2 separate regions of the Macaca mulatta genome follow, and region 2 is linked to region 1. Evidence: chromatin contacts called from public Hi-C data. All regions are on one chromosome and are shown on one strand. Each heading gives the region's core, a stretch centred on a gene start, on an enhancer-like site or on the middle of the called end of the contact. The rest is flanking DNA. Distances are from core to core; before and after follow the strand shown. Region 1 overlaps BCR (BCR activator of RhoGEF and GTPase). Region 2 holds the start of BCR (BCR activator of RhoGEF and GTPase).

What was found. Hi-C and Micro-C count contacts between places; a contact is called where the count stands out from the background.
Region 2: a Hi-C map of fetal cortical plate shows a contact between it and region 1, with 2.3 times the contacts expected there. The contact joins the promoter of BCR here to the enhancer-like site in region 1. A contact is called at or near these places in 8 of 14 Hi-C or Micro-C datasets (CD4 T cells, blood, cortical neurons and 4 more).

Annotation. Positions count from the first base shown.
Region 1 is chr10:29,322,034-29,327,812 of T2T-MMU8v2.0, forward strand. BCR (BCR activator of RhoGEF and GTPase) reads right to left here. Exons shown (of 22, transcript XM_077950565.1): 6 at 3,353-3,413; 7 at 1,825-1,877; 8 at 1,187-1,327. It overlaps LOC144331905 (a long non-coding RNA gene), which reads left to right. Exons shown (of 3, transcript XR_013399505.1): 3 at 2,368-2,504. Among named protein-coding and RNA genes, the nearest start is that of BCR, 93 kb to the right of the region's middle. Within about 2 kb of position 3,663, at least 5 of the 40 cell types and tissues checked have an H3K27ac peak or open chromatin away from gene starts, as enhancers often do. A contact at or near this core is called in fetal cortical plate, where this site is marked.
Region 2 is chr10:29,415,311-29,421,089 of T2T-MMU8v2.0, forward strand. It overlaps BCR (BCR activator of RhoGEF and GTPase), which reads right to left and starts at 2,118. Exons shown (of 22, transcript XM_077950565.1): 1 at 706-2,118. The coding sequence starts at 1,984. It overlaps LOC144331904 (a long non-coding RNA gene), which reads left to right and starts at 2,201. Exons shown (of 2, transcript XR_013399504.1): 1 at 2,201-3,054. It overlaps LOC144331907 (a long non-coding RNA gene), which reads left to right and starts at 4,087. Exons shown (of 3, transcript XR_013399507.1): 1 at 4,087-4,623; 2 at 4,918-5,779.

The DNA.
Region 1 (5,779 bases), core at 2,413-4,912:
TGTCACCCAGGCTGGAGTGCAGTGGCGCGATCTCGGCTCACTGCAAGCTCCGCCTCCCGGGTTCACGCCATTCTCCTGCCTCAGCCTCCCGAGTAGCTGGGACTACAGGCGCCCACAACCGCGCCCGGCTAATTTTTTGCATTTTTAGTAGAGACGGGGTTTCACCGTGGTCTCGATCTCCTGACCTTGTGATCCGCCCGCCTCGGCCTCCCAAAGTGCTGGGATTACAGGCGTGAGCCACCGCGCCCGGCCTCGAATTCTTGATCTCATGATCCACCTGCCTAGGCCTCCCAAAGTGCTGGGATTACAGGCATAAGCCATGGTGCCCAGCCATGAGGTGGTTCTCAGAGGCAACTACAGTCAGGTTCATGCCCATTCTGTGTCCTGCCTGGGCCAGACAGCTCCTGTCCCTGCATGAGACCCCTGACGCCATGGGTCAGCTCCCCTCACCTCAGCGCTACTTCTGACAAAAGCTGCTCCCCCTGGACACCGGCTCCCCAGCTTGCACGCCTCGGCCATTCTCAGTAGCTGCTACCTGCCTGGGAATGAAACAGCCTCACTATGTGCCAGGCCCCGCCCAGGAAGGCTCAGAGCGGCACGGGCACAGGCCATCCCTGCTCATCGATGACGTGCACACAGAATACGTCAGTGACAGGGGGAACGGGAAGGAGAGTCTTCCCAGAGGAAGACATGAAGTGCTTCATCCAGTCTCACATCACAGACACAAACCACGAATCCCCCTTTCTAATCCTTAAACCCGACGTTAACTGTTTTTTAATGAAAGCACTCAGGAGGAAGTAGGAGGATTCCAGGCAGACAAAATGCCATCCTCCTACTCACCTCCTTCGCACAGGTCTCCTTGGCTGGGGAGCCTGAGCTGGCAAGAGTGTGGGGGATTAAAAAAAGGGGTCCCTGGACATAACCCACAATGACAGAAAAGAAAAGAGGTGGCTGAGTGAGGCATGGTGATGGCTGCTGCCTGGAGAGTATGGTGCATGTGGGGTCACCCCTGCAACTGCACCCAGACACCTTCCACACGGGACTGAGTGTGCTGCCAAACTCACCAATCCCAAAAGGCAAGGTCTGCTGAGGACCAGGAGGGGCTCCAGGCCTCAGATCGAGGGTACCCTGCATGCCCCCAGCTCAGCAGGCTGGGCGGACCCAAGCCATCCCCTGCCACGCTCACCTCTCCCTTCTTCACCGTCATGGACTGCCGTCGGGGTGTGATCTCCTCGTTGATGCTGGACAGGAAGTTCTGTGAGATGCGGAGGGCATCCTGCAGCAAGGGGTGGTCGGGGTGGCTGGCAGGAGTATGCTTCAGCAAGTCCTGCCCCAGGAAGAAAGATTCGAGTTAGACACAGAGGAGCACTGACACCTGCCACTGTGTGCAAAGTGCAGACACAAAATGCAGACGGAGCCCAGAGCACCAGCTCCCTCAGTGTCACCACTGCCTCTCTCACATGGGCCTGGGCTTTGTGGACAGAGCTTGTGTGAGCACCGTTCTGGAAGCAGGTCCTAGATGTGTTCCAGCAAACCCACGCTGCATGCACACGGCCAAGAGGGGCTCCTCTTGGATCTAGGGCAGGGTTTCTCAACCTCAGCACTGCTGACATTTTGCGTGGAGTAATTCTTTGTTGAGGGGCAAGAGAGAGCTGTCATTTGCATTACAGAATGTCCAACACCATCCCAGGCCTCTACCCATTAGAGGCCAGTAGCACCCCCTTGGCTGCAGCAATGACAACCAAAAAAGGTCTCAGAACATTGTTGCTGTGTGTGTCTGAGAGGGCAGTTTTGGTCCCAGTCTGGAGGGGCGCTGTGACTCACATGGAGGACCAGCGTGCTCCTTGTCACACGGTCCACAGGCTTGTAGAGTAGAGCTGTGGAGAGAGAGGGGTGGTGAGAGAGACTGCACATGGAGAAGCACACCAGCTGCCTGACCACCCTCGGTGCAAGGGTGAGTGGGGAGGGGGCTGCCCCACCCTCCACAGGCCCCATCTCCCCTGTGCGCAGTGACCAGGGCAAGGCTAGAGCACCCACCTGGAACGCTTTAAGTCCAGGACATTTACTGCATGCAGATTCCAGAGCAGCTGTCAGACCAAAGCCTGCACGGCTGGCTCGGTGACAAGGTGACAACAGCTAAAAAGGCTCAGCACTGCCACTCCTCTAGCCTGAGGTCAGGGAGCCCACCCTGGCAAGGTTGGGCTGGGGAGGGCCCCAATTCTGGAGGGAGACCTGCTCCCTGGCCCAGAGGGTAAGCTGAACAAACCGCTTAGCTGCTCTTACCATCAATCCCGAGACATTTCAGACGCCTGACTCTGAGACAGGCAGAAACCTACTCAGATGCCGACACAACTCTTGGTTTGACAGGTTCCCTGGCGACCTGCCTGCCCGAGGATACCCGAAATCCAGAGGCACGTGAGCCCCACTGCAGTGGGAGCAGCTCCCTGGCATGGCAGGAGCCCTGGCCAGCCTCAGCCACCTGTGCTTCTCCATGATGACAGTGAGCGTGGCCAATCCCAGGCACGGATGCTTACGTGTGTTCTGAGACACGCCTCCCACAACCAGCATAAGGCACACATCGCTATTTTCATTTTGCAGATGGGGAAACTGAGGTTTGGGGCAAAAAGCTCCAGGGCCTGCTGTTCTCTGCAAGTGTAACTATTCACAACACCCTCACAACTAAAGTAAGAAGTGACTGATAATTCCTGATACCACTTTCCCAGCAACTCTGGACTCAATCCCTGCCCAGCCACGTAGAGCCTGTGTTCTGTACAGATTACTTTATGACTAAACTTGTCATCGGCAAAAACAAAATAAAATCCTCTTTACAGCCGGGTGCGGCAGCTCACGCCTGTAATCCCAGCACTTTGGGAGGCCAAGGCACTTGAGGTCAGGAGTTCAAGACCAACCTGACCAATATGGGGGAAACCTCATCTCTATTAAAAATACAAAAATTAGCTGGCCGTGGTGGTGTGTGCCTGTAATCCCAGCTACTTGGGAGGCTGAAGCAGGAGGATCACTTGAACCCAGGAGGCGGAGGTTGCAGTGAACCGAAACTCTGCCTTAAAAAAAAAAAAAAAAAAAAATCCTCCTTACAAGGCCACTGGGGTCAACATGATGACATTTAAGTCAATTTAAGCAGCACCTTGGTGGAGAACTGGTACTGATGGTATCCTTCCCTGCCCTCCCTGAATTGTTCTTTCCTCATCCCCACTCTATTTGAAGAGCAGAACAGGGAAGGCGCCAAGGGGTGACCCAACTGGGCACTGTGTCTGCTTTTCCACGACGCCCCCTCTGCCAGCAGCAGCCTCCCTGACAAGGGCACACAGAGACCTCAGCATGCAGAACTCACTTTCTAGGGAGTTCTTGGTCGTTGGATCCTTGGCATCTTTGTTGCTTCTGGCTCTCAGGTTCTGCAGAGAGAAAAGCACATGTTCGCACAGATGACAGAGCAGCTTTGATGCAGAACGTTCCCCCTTTGGCAGCAGTTTCAGCTTTCCCTCCTCACTGCAACGAACCCCAGGCGCATTCTGAGCCGAGACTGAAATCACAGGGTGTGCAGGGACACACGAGCAAGCCGAGCACGCAGGATGCCCTGGATGCTGCGGTCTACCTGGGACAAGGCTTCTCTGCCAGGGCACCGTTGACATTTTGGGCTACAAATTCTCTAAGCAGCTTTCCTGGGCACCATAGGGTGCTGAGCAGCTGCCCTGGCCTCTACCTATAGGTACAGGAGCATGCCTGCCTTCCTGCTGTTGTGACATCCAAAAATGTCTCCAGGCATTGCCAAGTGTCCCTTGTGAACAAGATCATGCCTGGCTGAGATCCTCTGACACAGAGAATCCTGTAAATGGAGGCCAACAGGAGCACGCTCCTAAACACACGTCACTGTTTTCTTGGGGGCAATTAGACAGCATGCAGGGGGCTGGTGGTTCAGAAGAGCACTCATATTTGGAGACGGCCAGGGCAGGCCCACCACTGCAGACTGACACTGGATTATAACTCCACCTGCCCCCTCCGGATTTGCAAGTGTACTTACTAAAAAATGAGGTGCTAAGATTCCCAGGGCAAAAGCAGGGCTTGTAAGTGAACAGCCTAGGCTGTTTTGATACAACTGCGTTGAAAGCATCACTAGAGAAATGTAGAATAAAAGATCCTGTGTGCCTAAAATCCTCTGGGAAGGAGCTGAGATTAATTTCTGGTACTAAGCTTCTGAACAAAAGCATAAACAGCAGAGACGGAAGAGGTTCTGAGGTTGCTCTGCCAACCTCTTGTGCTGCAGGAAACATCTCAAGACCAAAAGCCAGTGTTTTCCAGCTCACTGGGGCCTAACGCTGCCATGCACTTTGGTACCTTTCCTGAGAGTTTAACAGCCCTCGCAGTGATTTTTCCTCTGTACATCTGACTCAGCAGTTCCCAAAGGGTGTGAGGGGGTGGGAGAGCCACACAAAAGACTGCAAAAACCAGGCGCTGGGCTCACACGAGCCTGGGAGGCGGCCCACGTATCCGTGGACAGTGCTATGCTTGGGAGTTATCTAGGAGCTCCAGGAACACCTGCCTCAAGAAAACTTATGAGTTTGGTTTAACCCTGTATTTCCCAAACTGGCCTGACTCCCAAAGCCCTTTTCATGTAATTCCTATTACCCACTGTCTGGAGAGCTGGTGTTCCATGGAACCAGATCTAATAATGCTGCCCATCTCTCAGGACTGTCCCAGGAGAAGATGGACACTACTCCACTCCTTCCCGTACTTGAGGGTGATCCTCGAACTCCCATGCCTGAGCACTGACCCCCCACACCTCCACAGGGCTTGCTGCTTTCTCTTCCTTGAGTTTGACTCTGCTGTCTTTGGGTGGCTCCAATTCTTCTGGGTCTTTTTTGAAACACCGAGAACCAAAGTGCAAGTCGCCCTGACGGTGCAGGTGCCACAAACCTTCACGGTGGGTCGGTTTGCAGCTGGTCCTGAGCCCCATCCCACTCCCCGCATTTCAGCCACAGCTCAGAATCCACCGGTGCATGGTTGGTGGGACCACCTGATCCCCAGGTGGCGTCCCATGGTGTTTCCTCCCTCCTCTGCAGAAACCTGTCCAGGTGAACTTAAACTTGTCCACCTAACTGTAACCTGCTCTTAAAAAATCAGGTCCCTGATTTGTCAGGGTCACTTGAAATTCGGTGCCATCATTCCAGCTGTTGGGGAGGAGGGTTGCTAGTTTAATGAAAAAGGAAAAGAGTCACGCCTGTAATCCCAGCACTTTGGGAGGCCGAGACGGGCGGATCACGAGGTCAGGAGATCGAGACCATCCTGGCTAACACGGTGAAACCCCGTCTCTACTAAAAAATACAAAAAACTAGCCGGGCGAGGTGGCGGGCGCCTATAGTCCCAGCTACTCGGGAGGCTGAGGCAGGAGAATGGCGTGAACCTGGGAGGCGGAGCTTGCAGTGAGCCGAGATCCGGCCACTGCACTCCAGCCTGGGTGACAGAGCGAGACTCCGTCTCAAAAAAAAAAAAAAAAAAGAAAAAGGAAAAGAGAATAGATTGAATGGTCCAGAGGGAGTCTGGCAGTGGGGAGGGAGCTGCAGCCCCAGATGCATGCAGAGCCTGTTACCAGCAGCACCTGGCGGAGCAGGGTGCCCCACAGACTCTGGAGGAACAGCGCGGCAGGTACTGTCACCACCGGAGACATCAGAGCGAAGCCCGTGATGCTCCATCCTGCAATAAACAATAAGACGGCACAAAGCCTCAGGAACAAAGCCTAGGGGTGACAGCTGAGGGTGTGTCC
Region 2 (5,779 bases), core at 868-3,367, 92 kb after region 1:
AGGCAGATTAGAACGGGTGTGGCTCTGCTTCAGCCCCAGATAAAATCCCCATGTAGTTGATTTTCGGTGGCCCACTGATTCACAACTGTCTGTCGCCTCACTTCCTTCTAATTCCTATTCTCACCTGCTGTGACCTGCCCGTTCAGGGCTGCTGGCTAGCAAGCAAACCTGACACTTCTATGGCCTGGGAGCAGCTAGCATATCTCAGGTTTCACAAATGTTGTCATATAACCCCTCCAGAACAGGATCACTGGGGTGGCGGAGAGTGTCCAAGACATAAATCCGTCCCTGCTAACAGCATCCGATCCGGGCGCTACAGATGACTCCGGCTTTTATGCCATCCTCACTGCCCGGCGTGGAGAGAGTACAGGGCAAGGAGGTTACCACCTGAAGCATCTTCCTCCAACTCACAAGCTGTACTTCACAAACACATTGCTCTAGAATGAAAGGAACAAACCACCTCCCATTCCTCACAAGACCATCCTCAACCCAATCCCATTCCAAACACTAACAATCTGCGTTCAGGAAGGAGGAGGGAATGGAGTTTGTTCGGGTGCAGGATACGCGTGAACCACAAGTGCACCCGATAATCACTCAAAAGTTACCTATCCACTCCTCCCTCCCAACTTGTTTTGTATCCCCTACTCGTCTCTAGTTTTCCTCCCCGGTGCAGGTGTGCCCACGCACGTGGCGTGAGGAACTCACCTGCGTCTCCATGGAAGGTGCCCTCCCCATCGTTGGGCCAGATCTGCCCGGTCTTGCGGACGCCCACGATGGTGGCCTCGGACACGACAACTGGGCAGTGCCGGTGCCGCTTATGGCACTGCGGCGTGGGGGGACTGCTGCTCTCGAAGGACTGTTGCGAGTTCTGCGAGGGAGAGCGGCTCTTGTCCCGGAACATGCGGTAGGTGGTGGGGCTTGGGGACACTCGGCTGGACTGGCCGGAGGAGAAGTCCTCCTCGCTGGAGGTGAGGTTCTCGTTGGAGCTGCAGTCCGGGGTATAGCCGCCTCCGCAATCCTCAAAGCTCCGAGGGGAATAGGACCTGCGGGGCCAGGTGAGGCGCTTCTCCTGCTCAGAGGTGCTCTGGCTGCGCAGGAGCGGGCCCTTGCCCTCTCCTTCCATCATGCCCCCGACATAGATGCTCTGGTAGGGCTGGTACTCCAGGGGCGGCCAAGGTGGCCTGCTACCTCCATTGGCGTTGATCAGGTTGTCCTTCAGGAAGCGGGGGTTCAACTCGGCGTCCTCGTAGTCGCCATCAACGCCGCAGCTGCTCTCCGAGCAGCGTCCCCGGTAAGGGGGCCTGGAGGCATCCCCCACGCTCGAGCCCGCGCTGTGCTGGGACTTTTTGCGCTCCATCTGCATGGCCTGGCTGCCCAGGGAGCTGATGCGGTCCGACACCTCTTTGTCGTTGACCTTCACCAAGCCGCGCTCGTGGTGAAACTCGACGTTCACGTAGAAGGGCTTCTCGGCGTCCGCCCCGGACTGGCCATGGCCCTTGCGGATCCGCTCGAAGTTGGACCTTAGCGCCGCCACGCTGGCGGGGGGCCCCCGGTCATCCCGTTCCCCCGACGCGGCGGCCCCGGGCCTGCGGGCGGCCCCGGGCTTGGGCTTACCCGGGGAACCCTCTCCGTCCGGCCGGGCCTCGGGTTCCTCGGCGGGCGGCGGGTCGGCTCCGTCGGCGGGCGCGGGCTGCGGGCGCGGCGCGGGCGCTCGGGGCTCGGAGGCGCCGTCGGGGCCCTGCGCCGCGCGCCGGAAGCCCCATCGCTGCCGGTCATAGCTCTTCTTTTCCTTGGCCAGCAGCGTCTGCAGGTATATCATGCGGAAGCGCTCCTGGTTCACCTCCTGCTCCAGGCGCCGGATAGAGGCCTTGCAGCGCTCCAGCTCCTGCTCGATGTCGCCCACTGAACGCAGTTCCATGCGCGGCGGCTCCGAGTCCGGGAACTGCGCCTTCCACGCCTCCGCGAAGCCCACCGGGTCCACCATGGCGCGGCCGGCCTCACCTGCGCCGCCGGGCTGCGCGCGGCGCCCGTCTCAGCGGCGGCGCGGCGGCCTCGCCAGGCCCGGCCCCGGGCGCCCGGCGGCCCCCATGGCCCCGCGCAGCGGCGGCGGCGAACAATGCCCGCCCACTCCCTAATGGCAGGTGAGGCGGCGCGGGGCGCTAGGCGGCGCGGGGCGCTGGGCACGCGGGGCGGGGCGCGCTGGGGGAAGGGCGCGGGCTGCGCGCGCCGCTATTGTGTGCGGGGCTCCTCCGCACGGCGAGGCGCGCGCGCTGCTCTCTGCTCCGCCAGGCCGCCGCCAGACCCCGGTCGCGGCCCGCGCGCTCCTGGCCTCTCGCTCCCGCACCGCCGCACAGCTCCGCCGCCTCAGCTGCCGCCGCCTCAGTGGGCGCTACGCTCGGCCAGCCCCCTCTCGCCGCACTCCCGCCCTGCCCGCACTCTGCGCCGCAGGAAGGGGAGGGCCGGGGGGCGGTGGCCGCAGCGCGGCTGACGGAGCCAGGCGGGCCTCTTAAAGGGGCCGCGCCGTGGGCACAGGGCGGGGGCCCCCGGAGGGCGGGGGCCCCCGGAGGCGGCTCCCCCATCGAGCCGCCACCCTCCCCCCGTCCCTGTGCCTTTTGGGAAACTGAGGCCCTAACAACGGCGAATTGGACTGTTCAACTCGCAGCCCAGGGGTCCCCCATAAAAAGGACACCGGACTCCCTGGTTCAGAAAGACCTTTCCAACACAGAGGTCCGGGCCAGTTTTGCAGTCCTGAAACAGGAACACTTGGCTCCCCTCCGGCCAGGAGGACTTCTTCTCTGGCCAGTACAGCCGCGTGTCCCCAGGCCCTACCACCTACCTCATGTTCCGGGACAAGAGCTGCTCTCCTTCGCAGAACTCGCAGCAGTCCTCCGACAGAAGCAACCTCCCCCCTCTGCCCCTCACCACGTCGCAGTGCCATAAGCGTCACCGGCACTGCCCGGTTGTCGTGTCTGACTGAGGCCACCATCGTGGGCGTCCGCAAGACCGGGCAGATCTGGCCCAACGATGGGGAGGGCACCTTCCATGGAGACTCAGGTGAGTTCCTCACACCTTACAACCCGGCCTTTCACCAGCCTCAGGGCTGGGCACAACTCACAGAGAGGCCAGGACCAGGCAGGTCACTCAGCGAGGCAGAGAGGACCAGGCTGGGTCGCCAATGCCAGCACCCCTGTTTCAGCGTGCGTCTCACGTTGTGGATCTGCTGTGGGTGACTGCCACACGGGTTTTTCACAGCAGGACGACATGATGTATGATAAATAGGGATTTCTCCCTCAGGTCACTCAGTACCCACACCTGCCTTCCCGTGTGCTAAGCCATGTTTGTCCCCTGGCCTCACCTGAGCTCCAGAGGCCAGTGTAGTTTTTCCAGGACGACCTGACTCAGAACTTCCCTGATTAGCCTCCCTCTAAGGGGGCCAGCCTGCACCGAGGCCCACAGGGCTGGGTGGAAGACAGAACAGCCCAGAGCAGGGAGTGAAACAAAATCTTTGCGGGTTCTCTAGGGACGCAGAGATCTGACACACAGCAGAGAGCACTGTGCAGGGAATCTGATGGGCACAAAATGAAAATACCCAAACCAGCCCGCTGGGTTAGGGGAAAAGGAAACAGGATATGGCAAATGAATGACTGGGCTTGAGTCTTGACCACCTCTCCCTCTCTGCCTCGGTTTCCTTGAAGTGAGAAGAACATCCACCTCCAAGTGCTGTTGTCCCTGTGTGGATGTGAGGGATTTTCATGCCCTCCTCCCAATGCCAGTGTCATCTGGAGCAGACGCTTTGAAGTCCAATCTAAGGGACTCAGCCCAGACTAGTAGCCAGGCCAGCCCTGCTTGGGTTCAGGTCTCCCTGCCAATTCCTGGCTGTGTGATCTCATCAGTGTTTCTCTGAGCCTCAGTTTTGTCATCCGTTCTTCATGTGCCCAATCCTGCTTCCTTTTCCCCTAACCCGACAGGCTGGTTTGGGTATTTTAATTTTGTGCTCATCAGACTCCCTGCTCTCTCTGCCCTGTCTCAGATCTCCCGGCTTCCCTAGAGAACCATCAAAGATTTTGTTTCACTGCCTGCTCTGGGCTGTCCTGTCTTCCACCCAGCACTGTGGGCCACGGTACAAAATGTTGAGAGCACCCTGTGTAAAATGTCCAGATGGGGCAAACATAAAACACACCCGGATAAATGGTGTGTAGGGGTCGTTTCGTGATTGCCTGTTAATATTGGTACCCCTGGAGAATATTCCTGCTGCTGGAAAACCCCTGGGACCCAGTTTCCAGGCCCAGTGGGCGGTGCGCAGCTCACTGCTGCCCTCTGCAGGCCTTGCTAACCTCCTGCCATCCTGGTCCCTTGGACCCAGCGGACCTTCTCATCCCCTTCCCCTTCAGGCTGCAAAATAGCCCATTTTGCAGGTGAAGAAACTGAGATGCAAATGATGCCCTGCCTTTGGAGTAGTGGGGAATAAAGGGGCTGGAATCCCAGTAGTGCCGTACTAAGCAGTGCTCTCATCCTCAGTGGCCTTTTTTCCTTTTTTTTTTTTTTCGAGACGGAGTCTCACACTGTCGCCTAGGCCGGAGTACAGTGGCGCGATCTCTGCTCACCACAACCTCTGCCTCCCGGGTTCAAGCGATTCTCCTGCCTCAGCCTCCCAAGTAGGTGGAATTACAGGCGCCTGCCATCACGCCCAGCTAATCTTTTGTATTTTTAGTAGAAACGAGGTTTCACTATGTTGGCCAGGCTGGTCTTGAACTCCTGACCTCATAATCTACCCACCTTGGCCTCCTGTAGTGCTAGGATTACAGGTGTGAGCCACTGCACCCAGCCCTAGTGGCCTTTTCTTTAAAAAGGGTATGATAAAGGCCAGGCACAGTGGCTCAATACCTGTAATCCTGTTGCTTTGGGAGGCGGAGGCAGGAGGATCGCTTGAGCCCAGGACTTCAAGACCAGCCTGGGCAACGTAGTGAAATTCCGTCTCTACAAAAAATTTAAAAATTAGCCTGGCATGGTAGCTCGTGCCTGTAGTCCTACCTGCTCAGGAGGCTGGGGTGGGAGGATTGCACTGAGCCTGGGAATTTGAGGCTTCAGTGAGCTAGGATCACGCTGCTGCTCTCCAGCCTAGGTAACAGAGCAAGACCCTGTCTCTAAATAAACTCTGAAGCTGTTTAGTTTGAGTTTGCATGCTCTGTTCTCTTGGCATAGCAAATGGCTTTTTGTTAGGCACAAGGACACGTCCAGATAGTGGCTCTCTCCCTTGTGGGACAGCCTCTTCTGGCCCCAAGGACACTGCTCTCTCCTCAGGACTTCCCTGAGAGCACCCCTATCCTGGGCCTCTGGACCTTTCCTGCAGAGTTTTCTTATCATCCATCCCTCCCTAGGGAGGAGTGTAATGGGGCATGGGCATGGGGTTCAGACACATATAACACTCTGTAATCCCCCACTCAGTGTCCGTTCCAACTAGATCTAAACTCTGCAAGGTCACAGACCTGTTTGTCTTGTTCCCCTATGTCCCTCATATAGTGAGCTCAGAGTAAGTGCTCAGCCAGGTCTGGTGGAATGAGGAACCAGATGTGTGCATGGCCTGGAGGGCAGATAGGTCACCGAGAGCGATGCCAGTGTATGGGGGAGGAAATGATAAGGCATTCACAGCCCGGCTATAGCAGAGGTGTGTGTGCCCTGTGGGAAAAGGCACAGTCCTGGCAAAGGCTTGCCAGGGGAGGTGATGCCTGAGCTGGTCTTAAGGACAAGGACCAGGTAGGCAAAGGACAAGGAGGCTTCA